Regions from separate parts of the Mus musculus genome. Here region 1 is linked to region 2. The links are chromatin contacts, called in public Hi-C maps. All regions are on one chromosome and are shown on one strand. The core of a region is the stretch at or near the end of the contact, and the rest is flanking DNA. Distances in the headings are between cores, read along the strand shown.

What was found. A called contact is a pair of places that touch in the nucleus more often than the background predicts.
Region 1: a contact with region 2 is called in a Hi-C map of cranial neural crest, with 2.0 times the contacts expected there. The contact joins two enhancer-like sites. A contact is called at or near these places in 1 of 15 datasets of contacts at CTCF or cohesin (the NIH/3T3 cell line), 19 of 484 Hi-C or Micro-C datasets (ECoMG myeloid progenitors, ECoMG-derived neutrophils, the G1E-ER4 cell line and 15 more) and 1 of 9 other capture datasets (embryonic stem cells).

What each region holds. Positions count from the first base shown.
Region 1 is chr1:179,086,898-179,089,597 of GRCm38.p6, reverse strand. All of the region lies in intron 7 of Smyd3 (SET and MYND domain containing 3), which reads left to right. Among named protein-coding and RNA genes, the nearest start is that of Gm31349, 240 kb to the left of the region's middle. Within about 2 kb of position 1,422, at least 20 of the 459 cell types and tissues checked have an H3K27ac peak or open chromatin away from gene starts, as enhancers often do.
Region 2 is chr1:178,973,779-178,976,478 of GRCm38.p6, reverse strand. The region is part of intron 10 of Smyd3 (SET and MYND domain containing 3); the gene reads left to right. Among named protein-coding and RNA genes, the nearest start is that of Gm46249, 200 kb to the right of the region's middle. Within about 2 kb of position 1,313, at least 2 of the 459 cell types and tissues checked have an H3K27ac peak or open chromatin away from gene starts, as enhancers often do.

The sequences.
Region 1 (2,700 bases), core at 173-2,672, 110 kb before region 2:
AGTGAGCAGTGACTCCATTTAAACTTTCAAATCTATGAGCCTTTAATAAAGGTTTTTATCTTTGCTTGATAAAATGATTGAGCTGCCATTTCAAGCTAGCTGCGTGCTTCCGGAATGTTCTTGCTGCTGAGCCCCTCAGCTTTGGTACAGTATAGTTTGCAAACTTCAGTGGCATGAAAGAGGCACAGAAAAGATAAGGAGTCCCTATCCCAGAGGGAGGGGGCGTAGACAGCTGTATAGTCAAGACTCTATGAGGCACAGGAAAAGACATCTGAGACGAGGAAGTAGACCTACAATCAGTCTAGGAGAAAAGACTTGTGGGGCTCCATCCATAGGCAGGAAGAAGCTGCCTGAAGTCTTCACATAGAGGAATGACTCAACCAGCTATGGGTGTTAGGGAGCGTGTTCTCCCTCCTCCTCCCCCTCCCCCTTCCCCTCTCCCTCATTTTCCCCCTCCCCCTCTCTCATCAGTTTAGAAGGTAAAAAGGTAGAAAAAGCCCCTAGGAGGCAAGTTAGAAAGCCATTGCTTGGGTAAAGGCTTCAGGCATTACAGGCTACCCAGAAAGACTGTGAGACCCTATTTATTGGGGTGAGACAAAATAACTAGTCTCCTGCCCGGCAGTCACACATGAGTTGTAGTCCTTATAATGCAGTTTTAGAGCCAGACACTGTTGAGTTGGTGGCTTCACAGTAGCTTGGAATTACCCAAGAGCTTCTGCTTGACCTGACAGCGATGACTAGTGACTTCTGGTCTTTAGGCTGGGCTGAGAAACGGGGTCTTAGAATGAATTCTACAGGGAGCATAGTCACCAGCTGCCCCCTCACCTGTGTGGGGATCTGTCCAGGACCAGAGAGTCTGAGGATACAGGATGAGTGTACAGCCCCAAACTTACTGATAAAGATGTTCTCGAATATACGCTTTGAGACTAGTTGCTTGGTCTGTGGAACCTGGTGTTCTCCAAAAGGCATGGGAACTGGCCTTGTACTGTAGCCCTTTCTCCTCTGCCCTGCCTTCAAATGCAAGAGAGAGATGGAGGAAATGAAAAGATGACCATTGTCTTAGCCAAAAGAGCCAGCCACCACCACTGCTCTGTGTAGCTTGTGCTGTATATATTCCACGGTGGGGCTGTAGAGGCTCCTTCTGTTCGTAGGCTCCACTGCCACCCCAAGAAGGGTACCTGCTGCAGTCCAGGTGAAAGAGTCAGGCTTGAATCGGGTCAAATGCAGATCCCAGCTCCTTTTAGGTTTTTTTCTGTTGCAGTTACTTCAGGAGTGCAGCACTCACCAGAGGTGTTCCTGCAAGACCAGATCTATACTCTTGGGGCAGACATTAGTTCTTCTGTGGAAGAAGGCACCCACAGCTTTCTAACATGAGCCTCTGTGATGAGCCAGGGAGTCAGCTCAGGTTCTGTCTTCTGTCACCCTGGTGACAGTGAGTCTGACCCATGTGGCTGGCCAGACTTCCTCCTCCTCAAGGAGGCCACCTTAAAGTCATTTTCTGTCAGAGGCCTTCTCTGCCCTACCTTGACTTCAAACAAGTATAATCATGTTTAGTAGACACGGGGTGCTTTGTTTTCAGTTAAGAAAAACCACATGGAGTGTTTGCTCTGGGGCATTTTGTCAAGTCTTTCAACAGATAACCCTGCCCCCTCCTCCCTGCAATATCCCCAACTCCCCCACACCCATAATTATGTTCTGCATTTGAAAACAGATAAATAAGTCATGTATACTGTATAGTACAAGCTGGTATCCATTACCAGAGTAAAGCAAAGGAAGACAAGGGGGAGGGGAGGAGCGCTGGGTGTGGCAGGAGCCAGTTGTTATTTTAAATAGGCTGCAGGTTAGGCCTCCTAGAGAAAATGGGATTTGATTGAAATGGAAGAGGACCAGAGAGGCCACCTTGGTGGATCTGGGAGAACTCAGGCCTGAAGGGAAAATATGAAGGGACAACAAAGAGGCCAGACTAGCCAGAGCAGCAAGAGCCATGGAAAAGGGGGAAGGGAACGTACAGGGAGGGCCATGCGTTCAAAGGAGTGGGTGCAGCTTATATGAAGCTCTTGCTTCTCTGTCCCCAGTGATGAAAGACCCATATTTTACTTGGGTCATCAGACTTAATATTTTTGACAAATTTGAAAAATGAATATTTAAAAACAGTAACCATAACAAAACGTTTTATCATTAGAAACACACACACACACACACACACACACACACACACACACACACACACACACATTCTTACCAAATAGTAAACAAGTTTCTAAATGAGGACTTTGTATTTCCTTCCTCCAATTCAGCATTGAGCCTATGCAGTCCAGAGGCCACACTCGGGTTGCTCTGTAAGACCTTGGCTTTCCTCAGACAAAAGGGGGCGCTATTGCAGTATTTCAAACTGAAGAAAGCCTGTCTGACTTCAATTGTGGTGAAGGCTAGATTGTAGAATGCAGAGATTCCTTCTAGGAGAGAAGGGCCAAGGGTGGGGTGGGGAGACCATCCTGAGATGGTGGTTGGCCAGGTTGGGATGTAACAGTGGGAAAGATTAAAAGTGGTCACTTCTGGATGAATTGTTAATGTGGATACAACAGAACTTCCTGATGGTTTTGGATGTTAGAGTCCAGGGAGACACAAAGGGTTCAGTCTAGACAACATGAATAGAGCTACTGCCTCCTCTCCTAACTAGGGAGGCTCTGCAGGTGAGTA
Region 2 (2,700 bases), core at 64-2,563:
CAGACTAGATTTTCAGGAGTTGCAAACCTCTTTTTCCCAAGCCCCATCACTATTCTAGATTTCTCAGCTAACATCCATACAACTAGGTCTGTGTATTCGTTGGGAGATGCAACTCCAACAGGTAGGTGAAGCTCTCACTTTAGGACCAGCAAATGCTTTGACTTTAGGCTTCGCAAACAAGCCCGAGCACTAACTGTCTCTTCCTGCCCTATAAAATGTCAAAGCTTTGCTACCTCTGAGGCAGTGCCACTGTGGCTGTAGCACACGGAGAGCACTGGGCACAGAGCAAAGGTCCTGCCGGTGAAGGCTTCTCTTTGTGCCTTTTGAATTCTCATGTAGTCCCAATTCCCTGACCCTCAGCCTCTGCTGAAACCTGAGAGCAGCAAGACCATATGTGCCTATTGGTGGAACTAAAGCTACTATATATGCCTCTCCACAGCCACCCACACCCTGTGCAAATGCATTGCCCCCATGTACACAGCACCAAGGCAGCTTTTCCATCCTAGGCCCAGCTTTCTGGGGTATGAGATGGCTCGTCTTGCCCCTATGGAAAGAAGAATTGGCCTGTCAGATGGTTGTGGTGTTATATGACTCTCATATGTGTCTTTGTGGAGGTGTTTCTGAATCGCGGGTGAGGGTGGGGTCACCTGTGACTGCTGTCTCCCAGCAGGTCCCCAGATCCTGTTGAATGAACTCTGACCTTGTTTGTCTCAGATCCTTCTTTTTTAAGGATTTGAGACAGCAGCCACTGTCTTTGACACCTGGGCCTTTCGCCCCTCCCTCGCTCCCCCCCCCCCCCACTTCTCTGTGTTTCCTACCTGGTGATATATTTTCCTTTCCCTCAATAGAGTGTCACCTGATAGGAAGACTTGGGAACTAGATATGTCTGCAGTGGGTAGCCTGGCCAGAAGGCACCTCCCCTCCATATCTGCATCCAGCCTCCCCTACTATCGGTAGGATAACCCACCCCTTTCCATGCCCCACATCCCATCCTCTCCTCAGTCCAAACCAGCCCACTCTTGCTGTTCCCCAAGTCACTGTAGTCCCAACTCCTGTGTTAGGAGTAGGGAGGGATACCCACGCTCCTCTTTGCGTTGTGACTCAATCATCATTTCTTCAACTTGGCTCTGTGTTCGCCAAGGATAAGAATACACCTTGGACTTGTGCAGAGGTCTGCAAACACTGGACTCCCCTAGCTGTGACACCCTAGCTCCTGTTCCACCCCAGAACAGGTTCCACCTCAGGTTCTCTGTGCATCCCTGATTGACATCTGATAACCCAGCAGGTGAAGAAGACCAGCAGAGTCCCCCACTCTCTCATTGCTTCCCTTTGCAGGTTGATGGAAAGGCCACATCCTACGTGGGCTACCCAGCAGGCGTGAGCCTTCCCCAGAACTCCTTGGGGTGCTACTCCAACCAGCAAGCATGAGTCTGATTCCACAGATCAGCTGGGAGGCCTCTAGGAACAAGAGTCCCCAGCAGCCTCTTACTAAGAGTCAGCGCACCGAAGTTGTGTGTGGGCATCCCCCACTTCCCATAGGAGCCTCCCGCTCACCCTCCACTCAGGTTTTAATCTTCCCGTGACCGAGGCAGGTACCCGTCACGGCGTAATTATGCGCCACTTTCTCTGCTATCACAGAACCAGATTTTCTTCCCTTCTGCTCACTGACATGACAGACACGCACTTAGCAGAGAGATTATTAGTATAAAATTACTTTTTGGCCTTTAAATTTAACTATACCATATTCACAGCAATAAAATAAAATCCCCAATCCAGGTGCGCTTTTCAGGGAACGTGTCCGGGGCAATTACCTTCTGATGATGGCATCCTGCACTTAAGCCTTTTGTCTGAGGATCGGGAAATCATTTCCATCCAACTCCGTAATGATGTTCATTCTGTAAGGGACAAGAGGTGAAGCCACTGACCTCATAGCGTACATCAGAGATGAAGGAGCCTGGGGACCAGGTGTCTGCTGCTTTGTTCTCCACCTTCTCCCTTTCTGGGTCTTTAAAGAGGCACGGTCCGCCTCCCGTGGCACAGTGCTTGCCCCCAGGTCAGCAATCTTCCTTTTTAAGAGCATGAATGAATAGGTTTCTATATTGCGTTTCACAGAGAGGAGCTGAATCAGAGGAGTGGGGTGCTGAAGATCTGTTACACGGGAGGGCTTAAGTCTGGATTCAGTGGGCTCAGTTAAAGGGCAGCCGAAGCTGAGCCACACAGGGCTAGCATTATCTAGGTGAGCGCCTGAACTGTCGCTGTGGCCATGGGACAAAGGCAGGTCCTCCTGTCTTCACATCAGGAGAATGTCCTGGTTGGACTCCCTGGTTGTCTAAATACATACCCATCCTTCCATTCCAAGTTCCTGGGAGCCAGCTTACCCCATTTCTCCAAGCCACCCAGCCACCAGTTTGTTCTCTTCATCAACCACTGCGTCACTTTCTCCCTCCACTCTGGTCAACAGATTTGAACTGAATATGTATGGCTCGAAAGATTCGGGCACAGGGCACAAAAGCACTCTCCTTCCCATAATGTTATTTTTGCTCTTGTATGAATATTTATCTGTGTCTGGTGGGATCATTGGGTCCTGATGGAAATGCTCATGTCTTTCCAGTGTGGTATTTCCCTCTCGAGCCTGACCATAATCCTGCATGGGCATCGGAAGCTCAGTATTTGCTTAGAGCGGCAGTTCTCAGCCTGTGA